Regions from separate parts of the Zea mays genome. Here region 2 is linked to region 1. The links are chromatin contacts, called in public Hi-C maps. All regions are on one chromosome and are shown on one strand. Each heading gives the region's core, a stretch centred on a gene start, on an enhancer-like site or on the middle of the called end of the contact. The rest is flanking DNA. Distances are from core to core; before and after follow the strand shown.

What was found. Hi-C and Micro-C count contacts between places; a contact is called where the count stands out from the background.
Region 2: a contact with region 1 is called in a Hi-C map of ear, with 1.7 times the contacts expected there. The contact joins the enhancer-like site here to the promoter of LOC100278520 in region 1. A contact is called at or near these places in 2 of 25 Hi-C or Micro-C datasets (ear and leaf).

What each region holds. Positions count from the first base shown.
Region 1 is chr2:167,423,738-167,429,029 of Zm-B73-REFERENCE-NAM-5.0, reverse strand. LOC100278520 (F8M12.18 protein) reads left to right here and starts at 3,041. Exons shown (of 1, transcript NM_001151768.2): 1 at 3,041-3,578. The coding sequence starts at 3,091. The coding sequence ends at 3,435.
Region 2 is chr2:167,869,117-167,874,022 of Zm-B73-REFERENCE-NAM-5.0, reverse strand. No RefSeq gene overlaps it. Among protein-coding and RNA genes, the nearest start is that of LOC100282883, 21 kb to the left of the region's middle. Within about 2 kb of position 1,727, at least 16 of the 20 cell types and tissues checked have an H3K27ac peak or open chromatin away from gene starts, as enhancers often do. A contact at or near this core is called in ear and leaf, where this site is marked.

The DNA of each region.
Region 1 (5,292 bases), core at 1,792-4,291:
TAATTTGTAGTATAAATTGGTAACCTGGAATAGTTCTTAGTCTTGTTCCAGGCTATCCGAACGGGGCCTAATGCTAAGCAAAAAGGTGTTTTGAACTCTGAAAATCAGCAACCTATTAAGTTAAAAACTCCTACTTTGCTAGCCACTAAATCTGATCTTGATGAGTTACATGCCTCTGTTGGACTTTGCTATGCCTTAGTGTGCAAAAATGTTTTCTATTCCATTGATGATCGTTCTATTGCTTTGCCACCGGCTATTGCTAACCTTTTGCAAGAGTATATGGATGTGTTTCCCTCTGAGATACCCCCTGGATTACCACCTGAGTCGCCTCCAGATTTTCGGGTTAGTTCCACCTTTAACATTTCAGATTTGAAGCCATATATGGGTGACGAATATGAGATCGAGTTGAGGACGACTCCAATTCAAGAGGAGGAGGATGATGAGGACATCACTTCTATACATACAATGAATGGACCGATAACACGATCCCGTGCACGACAGCTAAATCTCCAGGTACGTTCTACCCTAGTCAATTGTGTTTCAGAGCTTACGCTTGGGGCCATGGATGTTTTGATGATTAGGTACCTTGGAGAGGACCAGCAAGGACTTGGGAAAGGCCAAGGTGTTGAGGAGGAGCAGCAAGGGCGTCCACAACAGGAAGGAGATCAAGTCCGAGTCGGCTGCGACTCCATCTCGGGTTCCAGGACCAGTCTGCACTAAAATGGACGCCCAAGATGCATCCGGACTCCGATTGCGACGGACTGGATATGGTTGGAAAGATAACGAGATTATCTAACCGACTCAACTGGTTCCACCCTAAAATTCATTCGGAGTCAACGGGAATCGTCGAAACAAGTCAGCGTTCAGATTCTGTTTTGGTGCTGCGACACCGTCTGTTGGGCCGTGTATCGCGTCGGAGCCCATTAGAGGCGAGTCCAGGGGGTCACGCACGCCCTAATACTCTATTTATTCAGCAGCTGCCGCCACATTTAGGTTTGGGTTTTGCTTAGATCAATTCTGTCATCGAACAGTGTCGCCGTCATCGGCTTATGAGACCCCATCCCGTAATCAATACAATTTTGGTTGCGTTTCTTTCCTGTTCTTGCTTGTGTTCTTGATTGCGCTTGCAGGGATAAGCTTTCGTGGCGAGGTCATTCATGTGTCACGGGTGATAACCAACGGAGCCGTGGTATAGTGATTGCGAGGAACCGTTCGCTCGGAGCCTTGGATCATCAACGTCGAGATCTCCACTCAATCAAGTTATCGTATCTCACGGAAGATCGGGCCGCGTCTACTATCAATTGGTACAACTCTGGCCTAGGCACGTCATGCCGGCCTGCTGACTGTGTCGGGCCAGCCCATTAGCCCATTTGATTAAATCAGCGTAAAATGTTAAAAACGGTGAAGGGCGAGAGACACTGGGTGAAGCTATCTAACCAGTAGAACATAATGCTCAGATGTTTTTAATATTGAATATAAATTGTATATATGTATATACATTTTTTGTAAAATAAAAAAAATATAATCGTGTCGGGCCGGGCCAACACTACGAGCTGAGGCTACAGCCCTAGCACGACACGTCGCTCTTGGCTCTTGCAAGTATTGGGTCGTTTCTGAGACACATTGGCGCAATGGACTCTATGTTGTTTGAGGTTGTGAATTGGGTGGAGCAACAATGATTTGTCACACTAACAGTAAAATGAAAGGTTATTTGTTGGTTTTAAACGTTAGTAATTGATACGAAGTAGCATAATTTATATGGAGCGCATCCGATTTTTATTGTGCCTGACTTTAGCAATAACTCCATATTTTGATCTATCTTTTTTATAAGTTTGAGTTTATGTGACTTATTTTAGAAACTTGAGCTTATAAACTTTCTCTTATTTGGTCTCTGTATGGTGAAATTATATCATTTTATAATCTCTGTTCGTTCAGTCAGTCGTTGTGAACTCTTTTCTAATCGCTCACTTTATTGGTTGTGTTGTACCAAGACATATTGCATGGAGTAAACAATAACAACACTTAGCCAAATCAAAAAATATTATACGAAGAGCGGAGACATCAATCAATAAAAAATCTTAAATTTTTTTGTGGATAGTTTATAGGATATTATTGTAAACCGTCGCAAGGCACGGACAATCAACTAGTATATATATATTGGACCCATATATCCCAACAGATTTCTGCCTAATTAGTCAGATAACCACGCGCCATAAAGAGCCTTTTGTCCGAGATAATCTTATCACGGATCGCTTAGTCTACATCTACCCACGTAAATCGTATATAAACCGTATAAAAAACATTAGGTCTCGTTTACTTTCTTTCATTTTGATTTCATTTTGAGGAATTGAAATCTTACTAATGAAATAGACTATTTTTTTAGAATGTGACATTTCACTATTTTTCAAAGTTATCATATAAGACTATCTCAAATTCATGTAGGTGAGAGATAGAAATTGATTCTATAGATTTACATACTATTTTTCCGATGTACAACTTATAGCACACTTTTTTACTTACTTGGCTATAACATAAATATAGTATATAATTATCTCTTTCATATGATTTAAGATAATATATAAATATATGAATTTAATTAGTTTTATCTAAATTATAATTATTAAAATGAAATTCAATTGCAACTAAACCAACTGTCCCCGAAATCGCGTTGCAAAGACACTTCTAATGTTCCGTCGCACTGCCGTAGCAGCCATCAACGATGGTTTTTCTGCTCTCGAGACGTATCCAAAAGACCAGAGCATACGTATCGTGGGCCCGCACGTCGATGCATCGTACGTGTGCGTCCTATATTCTTATTTTACGCATACACTGACCGAACAACAATCGCGCCGGGCTCCGCTTTCTACTCTGCACGTCTGTCTCTACCAGCCATATGGCTGTCTGTGTCTGGCACAGCAGGTCATGGTGTCGCCTGGACGTCCAACACGTGCTTCCCCTACGTGTTCCATTCATGGCGATGGCGCCACGTTGCCACCTCGCTTTGCACCTTATATTAGCACAGACCTTGTTGCCGCATCGCAGCAGGGAGCAGCTCACAAACGCAGGGGAGAGCTAGCAGAGCAACAAACAATGGCCAAGAGCGGCACGGAGGAGTGGCGCCGCAACGCCGACACGCACAAGATGAGCGCGGAGGAGGTGCGCGCGGCAGGGGTGGAGGAGTCGATGCGCCCGCCGGGCCGGGGCCCCGGAGAGGTGCTGCACCAGCGCGGCCGCCGCCCGCTGCCGTACGGCCCGGGCACCATGGCGCTGGTGGGGTTCGGTATCGTCGGCGTCGTCGGCTACCTTGTCTTGTACCAGAAGGCCAGGTCCGGCACGCCGGCCACTGAGGTGGCCAAGGTCGCCGTCGGCCACGGGGACCCCGCCGCCGGCCGGGACCCGGAGAAGCGCCGCGAGGGCTCGCGTGAAGCCAAGTAGCTCGGTCCGTTGTAACCGTAATAGCAGGATGTAGCGTGCGTGTTGTGTTCGGTAGGGTATTCAGTTCTGTTTTTCTGCTTTGCGAAAGACTGAATAAGTTCTCTCCATCGTCCCGGAATGAAGAATCTCAACTCTTGATTTCAGTTGGAAAAAAAAACGACACTAGAAATAAATCTCTTCTTTTTTTCTTTTAAGGCTAGTTTGGAAAACTTATTTTTGGGATTTCTATGTTTTCAAGAGAAATTAGGTTCCAAACTAGCTCTTAGTATATTCGCTCTCTCGTACAGTATTTCTATATACAAGTATTTTTCTATAGTCCAAGTACAGATCACAATCAACAATACAGTACTTGTACAGATCACAATCCAGACAATACAATACAAGTACAGATCACAATCCAGATTACAAAGCATTATAGTCCAAGTGTTCAGAATCCAGATTATAAAGCATAATATTACAAGTCTCATGAATCCTAATTACAAAGCACAATATTAAGTCCAAATGTCCAACTATAGTTCACAGATTGCAGAGCACAATATTACACATAAAAGAGCATAAACTTTAGCAAAGTAGATACTGAATTAGGTTTCGAGCGAGCTGTTGTGCAATGTCGTGCAAAACCTAGAAAGGTAAAAGCTGACAGTGAGAAAAACCTAAAAAGGGAAAAAAGATTACAACCAGCTCCAAAATAAAGTATTAAAGTTTATTATAGCCCACCTTTCAACAAATAAGTTACAATCCAAATAAACTTTCAAACACTCATTCATGACTTGCATCTTCAAGGACCATGCTTTCATAGATAACTTTCTTCCTTTTCTTTAGTGTCCTTCTCCACATTGTGGTGCATATGTGATTCTACTAATTCCTAATCCTTTATACATGACAAAATCTCTACCATATCATTTGTGAGCTGGCGACGACGCTCCTCAATCACATATCATTTGTGAGCTGGCGACGACGCTCCTCAATCACGCAACCAACTAGACTAAGATTCAAAAGATAGACTAAAAGTTAGATTCAAAAGATATAGTAAAAGCAAGAATAGAGTAAAAGTTGATTCAGAAGGATATAGTAGAAGCAAGAATAGTCATGACATCTTTAGCAAGGAAAGAAAGAATAGGATATGTAAGTTTATGTTCATGCCACCAACTCAAGATGTTGAAGTCTTTATTGAACTGAGAGACAATGTCATGATCCATATATGAAGACAACTCTGAGACAGTCTACAGTTGCAAAGGTAGCGGAAGAGGGAGCAATACTATCTGATCCTGATGCCTTTAAAGATACTTCTTTTGAAATATCAAATAATGTTTACAAAATTGCTTAGCCCTGCTTAGATATAAATCTTGTAGGTTGAGTTTGTCCTTTACAATAATGTCTAGCTCAGGGTTTATTCTGAGGAAGGATGACTTTACCTACAAGAATATTTTCACCAGAATCATGGGGATATCTAATGCAAGATTCCCTTTGATGTTCTATTCATCCTAAGGTACACAAATAAGTCATAAGGATGGAAGTGCTTAAATCAAGACTTGGGGTAGGAATAGGTGATGTTTCACCTAGGTTGATTAAGAATTATCTCGAGTGTAGGCCTGCTAATCGAGGACTACTTCGATAGCCACATGCCCTGGTATGGGACAGTGTAAGCATAATCTTAGCCTGGCCAGTACCAGAAAGGACGACCCCGCAATGGGAGTGGAGAGATGGTGAGAGTATATGTGCTCACCTAGCAAGAGGCTAGATGGTGGGGTACTGTTCTCTCAGTTGGCGGGAACCCGTTCTGGCTTGAGATAGCAGGTGGTGGGTTGGCATATGCAAGAGTTAAGTGCTATATATGTCGTGTGGATAGAGATCCCC
Region 2 (4,906 bases), core at 478-2,977, 450 kb before region 1:
TGAAATTTTTGTTTTTTGCATCCTTTTGATTTTTTTGGACTCCAAACAATCACCAAGGACTAGTACGAGTGACACTAACGTGACTGACATGGACGAACCAGAGACCACCAATTCACTCTCGCCTCATCCCTCTCGCTCGCTCGCCCTCTACTCCAACATATCACCCCACTATCGCCCGCCTCTCGCCCCACTACCGCCTCAACTCGCTCTATAGTGCGGGCTAGAGCGAGGCGATAGGCACACTATCGTTGGGCGACGCGACCATCGTCCGCTCCAGCTCTCTCGCCCCTCTCTCGTCCCTCTCTCCGCCTCTCATCCCGTGATGGCCCTGTCGCCCCCACTGGCACCAGCCTTAGTGCCTGAGGCCACCATGGAGCCTAGGGAAGAGGGTGGCCTTGCGAGGGCGACATTGACGGTAGTGGTCATGTAAAATCTCCTTCCGACCTATAATGTTTTTTATATTTGGTCCCTCCATTTTTATATTTATGGAAAAATTCAAAAAAGGGAGAGGATCCATTCCGCCCGTTTTTGCAGGTCCTACTTTTAACCCGTTTGAACCCGTATTTATTCCGTATTTGAGAAATCTATGATCAACCCAATATGCATAGTGTATTAGCTGAATCCTCATATCCTTAGGTGACAAACTATAACACAAGAGACCGTTCTAGCCACTGACTCTCCTCAATGAAAAAGCGATCTAAAGAACAAACACCACCGGCTGTAAAGTTATATCCACACCAATAGCAAGAAAACAAGAATGAAATGTTGTCTTTGTGTAGCTATTTATTTAATGTTGTTTCTCTGTCGATTAGTCACCGGTTAGCCATCATTACCATGTGTGTTTTGTTTTAAATTATGAGTTTTCACTTAATATTCCTGATCTGTTTCGTTTTCATACACCAATTTATTTTACTCCTATTTTGATTTTCGACTATTCCAGATCCGATCTCGTTTTCGTGATAAAATGTGGTTTCCACCAAACAGTTTTTAGTTTTTTAGCAGTGCACATCTCACAACAGTTTTTTTTCACAGGTCACAGCTCACATCGGTTTTTTTCACAGCCATAACCCAATCAAAGAGACTCTTAATATTAAATGTCTCTCTCACACATATATAATATGTTAATTTTTTTAACAAAAGGTACATAAAGTAGAGTTAGATACTTTTATATTAGGAAGGATATTTTAATCTATACCAATGCTAAAAAACATAAGATACGATTTTACGAAAAGCTATAAATATTATAGCAACGTATTTATGTTGTCGTGAGAATTTTGACAAGTCTGACGAACCATATTTTAGATCTGTTCGGTACACTTTTTTCGAGGAGTTTTTTTTTTGAGGATCTGAATTCGAGGATAATCTAGTTGTAACGAGAATTTAGATAACTAAGGAGCTCACGTGCATACAGAAAGACGAAGTAGCTAGTATGGTTTAGGAAGCGGTTGATTCCTCCTACCACGGCGGCGGGAGAGATTCTGCATCCATATTGATTTGGTGATTTTCACCGAAAAAAAAACGATTGTCACATAAGCAGACTTGGAAGCGAAGAATTCGACAGCTAGAAGCCGATTCTGACCCATTGGCATATGCATTGTTCCAAATATTTGGAGTGAGCTGTGAGCCCGAGCGACCACGACCAGGGCCACGAGCAGTGTCTGCCCTGCTCTTGTCTTTAGTGGGGGCTGTTCTTTCGTGGACGAAAACTGAAAACCTGTTCAGGCTGCGAGTAGGGCCGTGGCCCTAGGCCTTAGGCCTGAGCCCGCCCAGATTGCGTATTTATAAGACGGCCTTGATTGTGTCGCGTCCGGGCCCGTACGTACGTGCGTTTTAAATAATGATGGAAGAATTATTAGTACTAGTAACTCGTATACCCGTAGGCCGTACCAATAAAACCCCCACCCATTTTAATTTTATTGTCGTCCGGCTGGCCATGGCCTGCACCGACTCCTTCCAGTCCGACCTCATAAATCTGCGCGGGTAGAGCTAGAGAGAAGTTGGTTGGACGCCCGACGGCTCGATCAGGACCACATGTCTGTCGTGCAGAACCCCAGCTGCATGCAACGCAACGCACGGTCATGTCGTGATGAGGACGATGGCATGCATGCCTAGGTACTGTGAGGCGAGTTGAGGACGGCAGGCAGCCAGCCAGCCAAGCCAGTCTTGTCGTTGCAGCACAACGGACGACACAAGCTACCCCCATGCCGACACGGACACATCTGTTCAGTTTTCCTCTGAAAGATTCAGAGAATGAGAGCGGTGCCACAATCCTAGCGAACCGAACGCGGGCGGACGGCCTCGGAGCACACACCATGACACATTGACACGGCCTTGCTTCAGCTTCATTCTTCCTTCTAGTTCCGGCTCGCTCTACCACCCCGTCCGTGGTGCTTCAATTGACGCTTCCTCAGCGTCCGTTCCCTGCAATTTTGCGAGCCACGAATTGAACTGAACTTGAATCCAAACGCCTTGCACGCCATCATCTGTCTCAGGACTCCAGGAACCCTGCTGACTGCTGAGGCTAGCAATCCTGCTGGAATCTGGACATAGGAGGAGTACTCTCGACATCCCAACGCAATCATGGTTCTTGCTTTTTAGGGAATTGTCGGCACCTATGTAGTCGCCAAACACCGGAATAAACCACCTGGCGGTGTTCTCTATGGAGACGAGGACGGTCCGCGACCTGGACACAGGAGCGGCTCCTTTTCAGCGTACGTCCGAACGGTCTACGCCAGGGATTCGGGCTCGGACGGTCCACGATGGCGCAGAGAGTCTTCTTCGCAACAGACCTAGATCTTGCCTACTGGGATGGACCCCGTTGGGGAGGAGAGACCATAGGGTGTGTCTTGACGTCGACAGGCCACCCAAGACGTCTCTAGTCGTCGTAGAGTCGAAGAGTGGTAAAGATTCGAGGTAGATGAAGACTAAACTAGGGCTACTCCTAATGCATAAGGTAAAAACGAGAAGAAGAGTTGATCGAATCGATTGTGGGGGTTCAAATTGGTCGTACCCCTTCATCTATATAAAGGGTGGAGGTCTGTACCCGTTACAAGTCGGTTCTCGAGTTAATCCCGCATGTTTTGCTAACAAACCCCATAGAAATTCGGAACCCTAACTGATTCTGTGCACGCATGGATGACGCGAACAGTCTGGACCACGGACCGTCTGGCCCCAGGGGCGGACAGTCCGGCTACCCAAACTGGTGCTCAACAGGAATTAAACACTTTTAGTTGTTACCAAATATGTATAAGAATATACTAATATATATAGTTGCCAGTGTTTAGGAAAGATCATATTCTAGTAATACACCTTCAAGATATAGTTAGCAGAAGAAAAAACATGGAGTAGACCTGCTCATACCAACCTTATCCAAGGCCTCATGCAACAGGTGGACATTACCGTTTCAGCTAAGGTTTAGGTTATCTTGGTTGAGAGACCAAATCTTAAAGCCCTCTAGAGGCTAGACCTCCATGGTACTCCATGACACTCCATGACGGAGAGCTAAATTCTGGGATCCTTTAGACCTTTGGGTACCTAGGCCTCTCAGCCCTCTAGGCTAGGGGCCAAGCCCCTCTGCTCACCCAAAGTTCAATGGCTTTGACAAACTAGGACCCAAAATCAAACCGCATAAGGATTCCTCAGCGTGCCTCATAGTTTTGGGAAGAAGACCCTTTAGGACAGGGTGATCCTAGGTTGTACGACCTTGATACCACATGTGCCTCTAGTCACGATGGCCACATGGTGTGGGATAGTCAAGATAAGTTTATGTTGCTGTTAAGAAAGTGGTTATCGCCATGACTAAGGCCATAGGTGCAACCACGTCCAGTGTGTGGTGCGCACCACTATCACTACAGCTACTCCAGACATGTAGATGTACTCACAAGTAGTATAAAGTACAAACAATAACATCATTTACTAACTACATCGCTCTATAGTATGGACTTCCGTACCTACCATTAGGTTGAGACATATCTGCCACTTTAGCAAAACATGCTTGACATTATGGCATGATCGAGGTTTGCACTATGTATGCTCTATGTTTACGATAAGATAGGAGTAGTTGAAGCTCTGCTAAACAAAGCCCACTATCTAGTAGGAATGTAACTCTCTTCTTCCTTGTGCTATAAAAGGGTGCAAAGCAATGTAGAGCACAAGACAAACCAAGGATCTAGCATAAAAAAAATCAAGGGTTCAACCAGAGATTGGGTAAATTTAGACTATCTTTAGAACCTAATTAAAAGAGGGAGCTCATCAGTCCTCTAGCTCAGACAACATCTATCTAAGCATGTAACTTCTTTAACATATCATAAAACCCTAGAGTTGGCTAATCCAAAACACTCCTCCTCCTCGCCCCGTTTAACCCTTTTGTGATCCTTTTAAGTAGTGTTTGGTTCTAGAGTATGGTAGGATGGAGCCGCCCCACTCTTAATTTGTTGTTGTTTGGATTATATTGGTTCCATGTTGGATCGAGTGGCTCTAAAAAATAAAAATTATGCTCAAATACAAAACCATCCGGCTCCCTAAAATCTCTCGGACGGAACCGCTCCTGGCATGGAGCCGTTTCATTCTAACTGGCTTGAGAACCAAACGCTACCTTAATGGTACTAGAGGATTGGGGCAACATTGTGACCAAGACAACAAATGGGATAATGATGTATGTTAGATTCACGTCAAAGGCCTGTGTTAAACAGAGAAATAAGGTACATACGTGGTTTAGCAATGATTTAACAAAAAAGAAATAACACGGTCGGCTTTTCTGGTTCATTATGTATAGCATGACATGTGGGTAGTTCCACGTAAGTTTTAAATGTTCGATATCTGGTGGTACAATTGATAACTTTGAGTTAAGAACAAGGCAACATAGAAAATGTTAATCGGTAAAGTCCTTCGTCCTTCGAAGCATTAT